Regions from separate parts of the Mus musculus genome. Here region 2 is linked to region 1. A link is a contact called in public HiChIP or PLAC-seq data. All regions are on one chromosome and are shown on one strand. Each heading gives the region's core, a stretch centred on a gene start, on an enhancer-like site or on the middle of the called end of the contact. The rest is flanking DNA. Distances are from core to core; before and after follow the strand shown.

Region 1 (6,759 bases), core at 4,088-6,587:
ATTCACTCACAAACCAGCCACTCTCAGCTTCCCACTGATCCTCCCAAAGGGTAGGCTGGTGGCTTTGTCCCTGCTGAAGGCTGTGGTTGGGTCTGTGGCAGGTTGTGGCAGCACTCTGGCCAATGGAGACCTCATCAGGGAGATCCCGGTGCTCACTCCATGGTGCTCCTGACCCCACCGGGAAAATCCCTGTGCTCACTCCATGGTGCTCCTTGGACCTCTCTCAACGTGAATTTCATCTTTCTGGCAAATTCTTTACTGACAACGATTGTATTTTCCCCTTTTAGAATAATTTGGAAAAGGAAAGTTCACACTTGTAGAAAAATTAGGACTAGACTGATGACCTATTAATGATTATTCTGCTGCTGTTGTCATGTCTACTCTTGTACAGTAAATGGCAGAACAAGATTAATTTCTTCAAATCTGCAAAGCAAACAACACTTATAACCAGCACAAGGTCTCCTCCGTCAGGGGCCAGCTATGGCGTGAAACTCTAGGGGAGAGCCAGAGTCTTGCACAGATGACGTTCTCGAGGTGAGGCTGACAGTCCCTAACTGCAGCATGTGGCCAGGTGCTGCCATAATAAAAGGTGGCAACCGTCCAGGAGTGTTCACAGCTGCATGCCTGAACTTTATTAAATATCTAACTGCAGTTGGCAGGCCCTGGCCAGCTCATAACTCATTCCTGGCTGACACATTCCAGGCCATAATTAGTGCACTCCTAATATGGCCCTTACTTTTTGTTCTCCCGTGGAATGAGCCTGTTCCCAGAGACAAATGCACGTCCCATGGTGGTGGGAGGGTGTGGGAAGCCACTTCTTTTTGTGTTTGAGTGCGGCGGGGCTCTATGGAGGAGGAAGTTGGGTTCAGATTTCTTCTGCTTCCCAAATGAGCAGCATGGCAGTCTCTGGGTTTTATTCAGCAGGTGCCCTCAATCTCTCTCTCATAAGATCTTGTTCTCCTTTGACCTGAACATGTGTAGACAATGGATGACCCTTTTCACTTTATCTCAAGTCTCACAGACAAGAGTAGAGGCCGCCTTGTACCTGGGTATGCACTGACTATATACTTCTGAAACATTCTTGCTATCATTCTATTACCACTGGTGTTGCTGCTGCTGTGGCGGCTGCGGCTGCTGCTGCTGTTGCTGGTGTGTGTGTGATATGAGTGCCATGTGACACATCTTTTGGTCAGAGGATACCTTTCTTGTTGTGAATCCATTTTAATGTGAGTTCAGGGATGGAACTCAGGTTGTCAGGCATGTATGGCGTGCCTACCCACCGATCTATCTCACCAGCCCTGATCCCCATAAGCATCAATAATAATAATAATAACAATAATGATAATAATAATAGGAAGGACAGTTTGGCATTTATTAAGGTCTGAGGATTCCTGTTTATGACATAGGAAGTTAATTTTGTACTAACCACCCCTGCACACACTGCCACAAATAAGTACAAGAAACTTCAGCAAAAGGAGTGGGCTTTAGCCAGGCCAGGCTAGAAGCCTGGTGGAGTCCAACTGCAGACTGGGGAGAGTTCATGTCCACTGACATGGAGACAATGGATTGCAGAACGGTGTGTTTCATGGTAGACTGCTCATGGACAGACTAGTAAAGCAGGGCTGAGTATTTTCCATGAGCAAAATATGTCACTTAAAAGACACACACACACACACACACACACACACACACACACACACACGGTGGGGGGAGGTGGGAGGGAGGGCACTCAGATTAGGATGAGTATGTTAACTCACATGATTTTTGAATTATTTTTATTAAAAATGGTTTCATTTTTGTGTAATTTGCGACCTGTGTAGTTAAAAATTTGTTGTTAAAAATAATGGCCACATGTTCGAAAGAATAGTCATAGTATTGCATGCATATGGTATCTTTAAAATAATTTGGTACCATTTTCATTTACTAGAGCAGGAAATTGGTACCCAGAGACAGGAAATGATCTTATGGAGGAAGAATCTAATAAAGACTTAAATCAAGAGTGTGAGTGTGTGGGGAGAATATAATGGAGTTTCTGGATTTATTTGAAAACACCTGGAGGCACCAGCTTGTCCTGTGTAGTGCCTAGTGAGGGCTCTGGAGCATTGCAGTGTCATGGTGAGAACTCTGGAGTGTGTGCAGTGCTATAGTGAGAGCTCTGGAGCATTGCAGTGTCATGGTAAGGACTCTGGAGCATTGCAGTGTCATGGTGAGAACTCTGGAGTGTGTGCAATGCTATAGTGAGGGCTCTGGAGCATTGCAGTGTCATAGTGAGAGCTCTGGAGCATTGCAGTGTCATGGTAAGGACTCTGGATCATTGCAGTGTCATGGTGAGAACTCTGGAGTGTGTGCAGTGCTATAGTGATGGCTCTGGAGCATTGCAGTGTCATAGTGAGGACTCTGGACTATGTACAGTGCTATAGTGAGGGCTCTGGAGCATTGCAGTGTCATGGTAAGGACTCTGGAGCATTGCAGTGTCATGGTGAGAACTCTGGAGTGTGTGCAGTGCTATAGTGAGGGCTCTGATGCATTGCAGTGTCATAGTGAGAGCTCTGGAGTATTGTAGTGTCACCTTGGTGAGGGCTCTGGAGTATTGCAGTGTCATGGTGAGGGCTCTGGAGTATTGCAGTGTCATAGTGAGGACTCTGGAGTATGTGCAGTGCTATAGCAAGGACTATGGAGTATGTGCAGTGCTATAGTGAGGGCTCTGGAGCATTGCAGTGCTATAGTGATGGCTCTGGAGCATTGCAGTGTCATAGTGAGGACTCTGGACTATGTGCAGTGCTATAGTGAGGACTCTGGTGTATGTGCAGTGCTATAGTTGGGACTCTGAAGCATTGCAGTGTTATAGTGATGGCTCTGGAGCATTGCAGTGTCATAGCAAGGACTCTGGAGTATGTGCAGTGCTATAGTGATGGCTCTGGAGCATTGCAGTGTCATGGTGAGAGCTCTGGAGCATTGCAGTGTCATGGTAAGGACTCTGGAGTATGTGCAGTGCTATAGCAAGGACTCTGGAGTATGTGCAGTGCTATAGCAAGGACTCTGGAGTATGTGCAGTGCTATAGCAAGGACTCTGGAGTATGTGCAGTGCTATAGTGAGGGCTCTGGAGCATTGCAGTGCCATAGTGAGGCACTGACTAGTGAGGGAGTTAACCTCAGAAGTTTGGTTGCTTAATTCTTGGGCTGATGAATAGGAGGACTTCTGTTCTCTTTCCCATTCAACTTGGTTTTCTGAGAATTGATTTCCAATGTCTGCAGGAAAGGAATACTTCCCCGATGATGTGAAATAATATCTCTAAAGCATTCACTAAAAGTGTAATGTGAGCTACTCAATGAGCCACAGCACTCAATGGCACCAGAATTTGTGATTTAGACTCAAGGACCTGAGACCTAAATTTTCTGTATCAAATCCCCAAAGAGGAGGTCACACAAAGTAGCACCCAGCCCGAATGCCACTTGTGATCCTTGCTCCTGCAAGGGAGGAGCAGAGAACTCTCCTCCCCTCCTCACACTAGTTAGGCTGAGGGCAAGCCGTGCCTTCTCTTGTCTTCATACTCTCTGTTCTTCACATTATGTATAACCTCAAGAGCCCAGGGCAAGAGACCAGCGTCTAGGGAAAGACCTATCCAGAGAGAGAAATTTCCATTGCTGGTCACGAGTTAAGTCTTTGCCTCTATTGACGATAGCTTACAGCTAAAACAACAGTGTTCAAGGAATACCTTGTGCTGCCACGGACAACTGCTGAGGGTCAAGACACAGCTTGGGGTATAGCTCAGTGGTAGCGTACTCACCTTGCACACAGGAGGCTTGGGTTCAATCTCCAGCACTACAAAACAAAACCTATGTGGAAGGCAGACAGGGAAGAGAGCAAGGGGCTGAACGGCTGGTGATTTCCGTTTCAAGATCTTGCAAATAAGAACAAGAAAATGGGACTGGAAGTAGAGATCATTTCCTGCTAGATACTTCTGTGATCTAGAGTTTCATCTTCCTTAGAAATGGTGAGACACGGAAGACAAAGAGCATCACACATTTTTTAAAAAGTGATTTATTTTTAACTACGTATGCATGTGCATCTGTGTGGGTTTATCCACATGAGTGCAGCTGTCTGCAGAGGCCAAAAGAGGTCATTGGATCTCCTGGAACTGGAGATACAGAGTGAGGGTCCTCTGGGAGAGGACCACATGCTCTGAGCCACTGAGCTGAGTCTCCAGCTCCAGCATCACATTTGCTTGGTTCAGATTCACAAGTTGTAAAATGTTAAAATGTTTCTTTATTTACTTTTTTCTCAAAGAGCTGAGAATTGGCCTAGGGCCCCTGAGAGGGCTACACAAATATTTATCACTGAACTATACCCTCAGCTCTTTGTTGTGTTATAGTTAGTGCATGTCATAATACATGCATGTGTTTTTGGTGCGTGGTATGGTGTTGGAGGTCTGTGTAGGGATCGGTGTCCAGTGTATGGATCAGTTCACATAGTTGTTCATTTGTGGTATGAATGCTTGCAGCATTTGCCTTTCCAGATACTCAGGAATAGTCAATGGAATATTGTCAGCCATTGTCACCCTGCTGTGCGATACAAATCAAATTCGTAAGATCTGCCTGCCATTTTATTTTGTACTCTCTGACCACTCTTTTTCTGTCCCCTTACCCACTTCCCCACCCCTCTTCTGCTTCTGACAGCCACTGTGTTATTCAGCTTCTTCAGATCACCATGTAAATAAGATCATACTTTTTTTTTCTTTTAATCTGTCACTTAAAGGGAAGGGACTCCCCAAATCTAACTGATTTGCTCAAATCTTCCAGGGAGTGACCTCTTTTTCCATTACTGTTCATACTCCCTAGCCATAGCTTGGGAAATCAGGGCCTAGATTCTTAGCAGTGTTAAATTCTAAGACTACTTGGCAATGAAAACCCGATCTGAAGGAGTCAGAAGTTTGGATTTGAGTCTGGGCCTGCTGCCTTCCAAACAGGTGACCTTGAAGAAGCAACTGCCCCTTTGTGGTTAAGACTGAAAAAAAATTGGTTCCGATGATCTCCAAGCTCCAGCTATCAGACCCTGTGATATCCTTTACCGAGCCAGGAAGTTATGCTCACATCTTTCTCTCAATGTAATTCAGTCCAGTGTGGGGGAGCAGCAACAGACAGAAACAACTTCTGTTATCCCCCTTCTATCCCACGAGTCAGCACCAATTCCGTGCCAACCGTGTCCTTCTGTAAAGGATAGAGATCTAACCCACCAGGCTTCACCCGTCCTCATGAAACACGGAACAGAGGAGAATAGAGAAGGGTGCGGGGAGGGAAGGAGGAAGGGAGGGAGAGAAACAGAGGGGGAGAGATTATGTATTCACACTGAGCAAACCAAGCTTGTCTCATTCCTGGGCCCTGTGAACAGCTGTGGCCACAGCTGAAATATTCAACCCTACCAAATGACGACTTTCCCAACTCGGCCCCTCGCGTGCACCAGTGAAGTCACCAGCCGCTCAGTTTCCCAGCTTAGTAATGTGCGGGTCAAAGCCAAAGACATATTAAGAACAGATGGCCCAAGCTGACAGGGACAACTGCTCCAAAATATACTCATGGGGTGTGAGCTCTAATGCAAACAGGGGTAGGATGCTCCTCAGAGCATGCTAAACGTGCCTTTGGCTCTTTCCAACTCTCCACTGTTCCACTAGCATGTGACTGAGACTGTTGTGTTCCTCCACTTTGCTAATTACTGACCCCCCCAGAGAGCTGATCCAGAATGGTATCGAAAGATGGGGTCCCCAGGACCCTTGGAAACGAAGAGCATGATTCAGGTTGGCTTTCATTACCTATTCACTCGGTCAGTGACAAGTTGTTTAGAAGCCAATGACAAGCACCCCTAGTACCTACAGCAGTGTCATGCACTCTCACAGTCCTTCAAATGTTTACTGAGAATCTTCTATGAGCCATTATCTCAAAGACGGGCCTGTCTAATCTCTAAGAAGAACACATGCAACAAATCCAACCTCCTAGTTGACTTACCCCTCACTTTTGTAACACGGGAGTGTTTTATATCATATTCTTCAAATTTTTAAATGTTGCGTTGCCCACACAGCCGAAGTCTGTGCAATACAGACTGTGTCTAATCCAGAGAGCCTTGGTTAGCTGTTTTATGCTGAGACTCAATTAGTCACAGCATAGGGAGGTAGGTGATATCCAGAGCCAAAGCTGGGTCTTGCTATCATTCTCAAGAGGTTATGGGTACTTGGGGCCTTTGAAACAGGTACAGCTTTGTTATGGGTAGGCAGCGCTTAGATTAGAAGGTTTCCAGAGTGAATATCCAGGAGGAGGATGAATGGAGGGTCGCTCATATCACAGCAGGCTCCTTTGTGTGCACTGCTTGTAGAGGCAATCCTTGTGAGTAATTCCAGGCTTGAAGAAAGGGTTTGTGGGATAAAGTCTGACCCGTGGAAGGCTGCACTTCAGCGCCTACCTGTTGGAGGAGGGGCAAATACAGAGTTGGTCCTCTGCATCAATAGGTTCCACGTTCTCAGGTTCAGTCAAGCATGCATGACAATATTCCAAAAGATCAGGTCTGTACCAAGCATACCCACACACCCTTGTGATGATTCACTGAGCAATGCAGTGGCTGCTTACATAGTCTTTGCATGGTATTAGGCATTAGAAGTAACCTTGGGACCATGACAAGTCTGTGGAGGATGTATATAGGTTGCGTGAAGAAGCCAGAAGCTTCTCTGAGTGTGTCCAGCTGGACTGGGCAGGATATGCATAGGTTAAGAG
Region 2 (6,906 bases), core at 4,212-6,711, 410 kb after region 1:
AAGGCAGTATCTGCCCATGGCTATGTATTAGTTATGTATTAGTTATGTTGTCACCATGACCAAGGCAGCTGATAGAAGGAGAGTTTGGCTTATGGTTGCAGAGGGATAAGAGTGTGTCACAGCGGGGAGAGTGGGAAACAAATGGCACTCATAGCAGCGGAAACAGAAAGCTGAGGCTCATGTCTTGAACAGCAAGCAAACAGAAAAGCAGACTAGAACACCATGAGTCTTTAAACTCTCCAAACCTGCTTCCAGTGACATACTTCTTCTAGCAAGGCTGACTGAGTTAGGGTTTTACTGGTGTGAACAGACACCATGACCAAGGCAGCTCTTATAAAGGACAACATTTAATTCGGCTGGCTTACAGGTCAGAGGGTCAGTCCATTATCATCAAGGCAGGAGCATGGCAGCATCCAGGCAGGCATGGTGCAGGAGGAGCTGAGAGTTCTATATCTTCATCTGAAGGCTGCTAGCAGAATACTGACTTCCAGGCAGCTAGGATGAGGGTCTTAAAGCCCACAGTGACACACCTACTCCATCAAGGCTACACCCACTCTAAAATGGCCTCACCCACTCCAACATGGTCTCACCTACTCCAACATGGCCTCCTTCTAATAATAGTGCTACTCCCTGGGTTGAGCACACATAAACCATCACAAAGGCCATACTTTCTAAACCTTCCTACACAATGCCACCAACTGAAGACCACGTGCTCGAACATCGGAGCTCATAGTGGATAATCTCACTCAAGTCATATCTGTCTCAGTTCACTAAGCCTCTGAGGCTCAAATGTGCAGTAACAAATGGCAGGATTCCCTTCCTTTGAGGCTGGGTATTCCAGGAAGGCATGTTCCATTTTTCCTTGAGCAGCTGATGCACACTTAAACTGGTCCATGTCTTGGCTGTTACAGACAATTACTGCCATGAACTCAGAGAATGAATGTTTCAGCAAGTGGATTTTATTCCTTCTGATAGCTGAGTTTAATCTATACCTCTCAGGTGGCTTGATTTTGTGCAGAAGGCCAGAGAAGATGACAAGGACCTAGAAGACACCAGGTTATATGTTGCAGTGAAGCTATAGAAAAGCAAGTCTTGGGCCTAAGATGCCTTGAGGGCAGGTGGTGTAGAGATGGGATTCAAGGACTGGAGTCCCGGTTCCAGTAAAACCCAGATTGCTAACTTCAGAGCCTACCTACTCTCAACTAGGAGATGGGACAGGCCCTCCATCAAAGCTTCTGGGACACATGGAGCTACTAAAAAAGACTGAAGGGCGAGAGCTCTGACCCTGCTAGTCACTCAGCCTTGCTTGCCTGCTGACTGGTGTATTCCTACCTGAGAACCTGGACACTTGTCTAGTCTGCCTTTGCTTAGCCCTCCCCTTCCCATCACATTATAGAGCTGAAGATGTGCTAGAGAGTCCTTGTTATCACATGAGCTTGAACCTTGCCTTCAGCTTCCAGCCCCTGTCAATCATATAACGAATCCTATGTGGTCCAGGCAGGGTGGCATCATCTCACATTGTGCCAACTCCAGGAATACTATTTTCATTTTAGTCAGTGCCTAAACACATTTGACATTATGAGTGGAGATGTGGGACTACTTCAAACACTGTTTCCATCAGATACATCCCAATGAGGGTGTAACAAGGTATTGGTAAATTTTCCACACTCTGAGGAAGTCCTTGGCCAACCATCAGATCTGAAGCAACCATCGGGATGTACACACACAGGCACAATCACACACACACACACACACACACACACACACACACACACACACACCACACACTAGGACAGACTGACTTCTGACACACCAGGACAGATCTGACTTGTGACTCCAAATTCTAACCATACCAGCTCTGCAGCTGAGTGTTTAGAAAGTCTCTCTCATCTTCAAGAAGCTCCGACAAGTCAAGAGTTTAGAACTTTCCAGGTAGATTCATGTTCTGAGACTTCACAATCACCCAAAGAAGTGAAGAAAAAGAATAAGAAGAGGAAGAGGAAGAGCATCAAAATAAAGCTTAAAACTTGGGATAAGGGGCTAGAGATATGGCTCAGGTGTTAAAAACAGTGAATCTTGACATGTAAATGAAGAAAATATCTAATAGAAAAATATATGCAAACTTTATATGCCCCCATACAGGGGAACACCAGGGCCAAGAAGTGGGAGTGGGTGGGTAGAGGAGCAGAGCGGGGGAAGGGTATAGGGAACTTTCGGGATAACATTTGAAATGTAAATAAAGAAAATATCTAATAAAATAAAAAATATATGCACAAAAAAAAAAACCCCACTGGATCTGGGTTCAGTTCCCAGGACTTACATAGTAACTGGCAACCATCTGTAATTTCAGCTCCAAGGAATCCAGTATCCTGTCTTCCTTCAGCACATTGTGTTAGTCTCCAGACAGAGAGGTTAACAAAGTCCATTTTAAAGGTTACAGCTTGGAAATGGAATGCCAGTTCTAAGTTGAACAACAAATCACAACAGATACTCTCTTTCAAATCTGTAGACTGATACTTTGATACAACTTCACTTTGATACAAACTGGGGAGTTCTGTGTTGAAGACTTAGAATGGCCCCTGACCTCATCTGAGGCAGAGTTCACATTCTTTTGTGCTCAACTCTTTATATGCAATTCCTATAAGGCTGTAGACACATTGACACACTACAACCTCAGTGACACAGATCTCTGACAGAAACAATACAACATGTCTCCGTACCATCTCCTTCCCTCCTGTGATGGTCAGAGCCCAGGAAATGAAGCTCATTTGAGCTGCTAAGTGAACCAAGGAGACCCATCCATGTTTTCTTTCTGGTTTTGTAATGCTGGGGTTAGAACCTAGAGCCTCACCATGATAGGCAAACCCTTACCATTGAACTCCACCATTACTCCTCTCTCCCTTTCCAAATCCCTCCAGGTGGTTTGCTGAAGGCAACCTTTAAAGACTGAGTTAAGAAACTTAACTCAAAGCCAAGCTAATCAATGTGGCTGGCCACCCTTCAGCTTCCTAGTAACACACTTGGACATCATAGAAAAAGGCCAAAGAAGTCCCTGATTGCTATATTTTTCATTTTTAAAAATTACTTTTATTATTTTAATTATGTGTATGTGGTAGTTGAAGAGAGGCGTGGATACACATTAATGTGTCAGATCTCTCTGGAGCTGGGGTTACAGGCAGTTGGAAGCCACCTGACCTGGGTGCTGGGAATCAAACTTGGGTTCTCAGGAAAAGCAATATGTGTCCTTAACCACTCCACCATCTCTGCAGTCCCTTTGTTTTTGTGGTTTTGGCTTGGAGTTTGTGTTTGTTTTGTCCCGGCTCAATGAAAGGATGATACCAACTTTCTCAGCTTGCCAGCAGGGCCCAGCAGGGTTTATGTGAAATGGATCTCTAATATATAAGTCTTTAAGGGAGCTGAGCCCCATGCCACTACCAAAGTTGAAGAGTTCTTGATCATTTTCCCAGCCTCCAAGCAGCAGAACATGGCCACATGGCTTACAAGTGGTCAGTCATTAGAACCCACACAGCACTTTAAATCACAGGAGAATGATACACAGGCCAAAGTTCAACTATAACTACCTATAATGACTTCAGAGAGACACACAGACAGATGGACAGTGGTTCACGGTCACAGAGGCCACTGGGGCAGTGGGAACATGTACCCACCCTTCAGAGCCTTGGCCTTTACCTTTACCATTCATTACACTGTTACCTGTCTTTATGTAAATCTTTCCAGTTTCAGTGAAGTAGTGTCTGCTTCTACTGTTGCAGCAAAGAATGCATAAGAGCATCCATAATTCAAAGCATGCTTTTGCAGACATCAAGAGTGGCCATATGTCTTGCTTTAATACAGAGAATGTGAGCTGAAGCCAAGAGTCTCTTCTGAGCAGCAGTTCTAAGAACCACTCTGTAGTCACTCTGCTATCCAAGTTTTGGACAGCCACATGTCAACTAAGATGCTGTATAAAGAGCAGAGAGGGAAAAAAATCACCAATGCTGTGGGCTGCACAGTCTGTTCCAGCCGCCTAATTCTGCTCTTGTAGACAAAGTCATGAGTCATCATGCATGCCTGTCAATAAAACTTTATTGACAAAAACAGGTGCCTGGACACATTTGGCCAATTTTTTCCCACCCCCTCAGAGAAGACAGCTCTCTACACCACAGTCCTGCCTTCATGGGGATAATGACAGAAACATCTCACATAAAGTTCAGCATGTGTTCTGAGAGACATAAAATAGTTTCTTTTTGAATTAAAAAAATTATTTTATGTGTATCTGTATTTTGCTTGCTGCAGGTCTATGTGCCATATGTGTGCAGCGCCTATGGGGGCCAAATACCCTGAAGCTGGAGTTAAATACAGTTGTGAGTTACCACGTGGGTTCTGAGAACAGAGCTGTGGTTCTCTGGAAGGGCAGCCAGTGCTCTTAACTGCTGAGCCATCTCTACAGCTCTAAAACCTTGTGTTTCTGAACCATTAAACTTTGGAGTCACTTATTTCTGTAACATAACTGATTCTCTGCAGAGTAAAAGCAGAGGCTCGCAATGTAAGTATACCAACGTTGATTTCATATGATTCAATAAGGTTGGATAAACAAAATGAGGTTAAAACTCTTTCTATCTCAGTATCAAAGAAAAACAAAATATTTCATCTGTCACATGGTGTTTAATCAAGAACTGGTAACTACAAGGTGCCCCAGATCACCAGTACTCCCAGGACTAAAGCAGGTTAGAACGGAAGCCTAGCAGAGAAGAGGTCTCTAAGCCTTTCTTCTTGCTTTGGATGCTAGGATCTGGTGTGCACAGCTCACTGTCTGGGTCCCAAGCCTTCTACGTGAAAACCAAAACAGCCAGAAAACTAAGAGTTGTCTCCCCCATTTTGAGAGCACTGACGCCCACAGGAGGTTCCAGAATGAAAACTGGTAAACTACAAGTTCCCTGTGAAATGGACACTGTCTGTGGCCCGGGTGGATGGAGCAAGGACATGGCTCTTAGGAAAGCAGGGGTCATTTTCCAAGCCTTGGGATGCAGCTGGCCAGAGCCAGCAGAACAAAACTGGGGGCTGAAATGTGAGTGTTGGACTCTCTCTGCCCTGCACCCCTACTGAAGCCTAGCGCTCAGCCGTTCTCTTGGCCTTGGGAGTAGATTCCTTCGTGTTCCTTCGCTGTTTCCAAATTATTCTCTCATCTCAGATTCAGATATGAATATACGAGATACAAAATATAAGAAAATGAGCCCAAAAGCAGAAAACGGGGCCCTGGAGTTTCTTTTTTGACCCCTGTGCCTATGGAGCGCGGAAACCTCTGAGACACAGGAACCCGGCTCAGCCAGAGCCTGGTGCGAGTGGGATCTGTGGATGTGAAATTCCAGCTTAATCCCCGAGCCAGAGGCTTAATCCCTGAGCTCTGAATCAGACCTTGGCAGAGAGCAATCTTTCCGCTCTCTTGTAAATTTCCATCCCTCCAGCCCTGGAACCAATCAGCACCACAGCCTCCAGGGCTCCCTGGCTGGAGCCGCACAGCCTGGCCTACAGAGCTGCAGTGGGGCAGTCAGGCCCCAAGGTCAGGACACCTAAAGTTCAGCTTCTCTGAAACACTGGCCTGGTCACCTGCCACAGGGCTCAGATACCACCGTCATCCTCTTCCTTCTGACTATGGCTAAGGTTGACAAACCATACACCCACGGACAGAGGAGCTCACAGGCTCTTGCTCGGACAAAGGTGACATTTTTTCCCCCCAAATACCATTCTGTTGTAATCACAGCCGGGCTGGCTCATTTCTGAAATGTCCCTAGGATCTTCTGTGTCACAACAGCCAGGTGGCGTTGCTATCATGGGAACCTTAAGACCCACCAAGCTTAAGATGTTAACAAACTGTTCCTTCATATAAAGTTGGGGTGGCGGGGAGCTGGATTCACACCTTGTCCACCCAATGCAACAGGGACATGTCATAGCTCTAGAAATATGGTCAACCTGCACCCCTCCACCAGATAGCCAAGGGGAACAAGGCCCTAAAGATGGTGGGAGTTATATCTGTTATATACACTTTTGTATGAGCGTGGTGTGTGTATATATATGGTCTGTGGTATATGTGCATGTGCTTGTGTGTGTGCACGCACTGCTGTGTAGTGTATGTGTTTGTGTCTTTATGTCTGTATGTACTTGGAAGCTTATACACTGGAAGATCGAAAACTGAAAAACATAGAAGAACATTTACCGCCGGGCAGTGGTGGTGGTGCATGCCTTTAATTCCAGCACCTGGGAGGCAGAGACAGGCAGATTTCCGAGTTCGAGGCCAGTCTGGTCTACAAAGTGAGTTCCAGGACAACCAGGACTATTCAGAGAAACCCTGTCTCAAAAAAAAAAAAAAACCAAAAAACAAAAAACAAAAACAAAAACAAAACAAAAAAAGACATTTACCATATTTAAGCAAAAACATTTCAAGGGAACACTCCAAAAATACAATACGGGACAGCCGGACTCTGAGCACTAGGGAATAAAAGAAACTCTACCACTGCTGTCACTGATATTACCCTTAGAGTTGCCAAGTGTTCCCCCACATACCACCCATCTCTTTACCCTCTGAGCCACAAGCAATGTGAGGATATGAACCCCCGTTGAAGGGACACACACTAGAAGTGATACCCATAGCGGCCTATGCTGGGAACTAGCCATTTCTTCTCTCCTGTGTGCTTCGAGATGACATGTAGACCTGCCTCAGTTTTGCCCAGGAAGTGGGTGTGGCTGTTGACATGGGGCAACCCTAGACAGTGGCTGATGGCTTACACAGCAGCATGGTGTGTATGGAAGCAGAGGAGAGGGCACATGGTCTATCACACCACCCCAAGTCTCAATAAGCTCTGAACACAGTGTGTCCCCCGTATTCATTATGTCTGATTGTGAACCAGT

The links. HiChIP or PLAC-seq counts read pairs in DNA pulled down with a chosen protein or histone mark.
Region 2: a contact with region 1 is called in an H3K27ac HiChIP or PLAC-seq map of embryonic fibroblasts, with 3 times the contacts expected there. The contact joins two enhancer-like sites. A contact is called at or near these places in 1 of 15 datasets of contacts at CTCF or cohesin (the NIH/3T3 cell line), 2 of 484 Hi-C or Micro-C datasets (the C2C12 cell line and adipose-derived mesenchymal stem cells) and 3 of 115 datasets of contacts at active chromatin or transcription factors (embryonic fibroblasts, fibro-adipogenic progenitors and heart atrium).

What each region holds. Positions count from the first base shown.
Region 1 is chr13:60,007,169-60,013,927 of GRCm38.p6, forward strand. No RefSeq gene overlaps it. Among named protein-coding and RNA genes, the nearest start is that of A530065N20Rik, 19 kb to the right of the region's middle. Within about 2 kb of position 5,338, at least 36 of the 459 cell types and tissues checked have an H3K27ac peak or open chromatin away from gene starts, as enhancers often do. A contact at or near this core is called in the C2C12 cell line, embryonic fibroblasts, fibro-adipogenic progenitors and 1 more, where this site is marked.
Region 2 is chr13:60,412,205-60,419,110 of GRCm38.p6, forward strand. No RefSeq gene overlaps it. Among named protein-coding and RNA genes, the nearest start is that of Gm35333, 19 kb to the right of the region's middle. Within about 2 kb of position 5,462, at least 79 of the 459 cell types and tissues checked have an H3K27ac peak or open chromatin away from gene starts, as enhancers often do. A contact at or near this core is called in the C2C12 cell line, embryonic fibroblasts, fibro-adipogenic progenitors and 1 more, where this site is marked.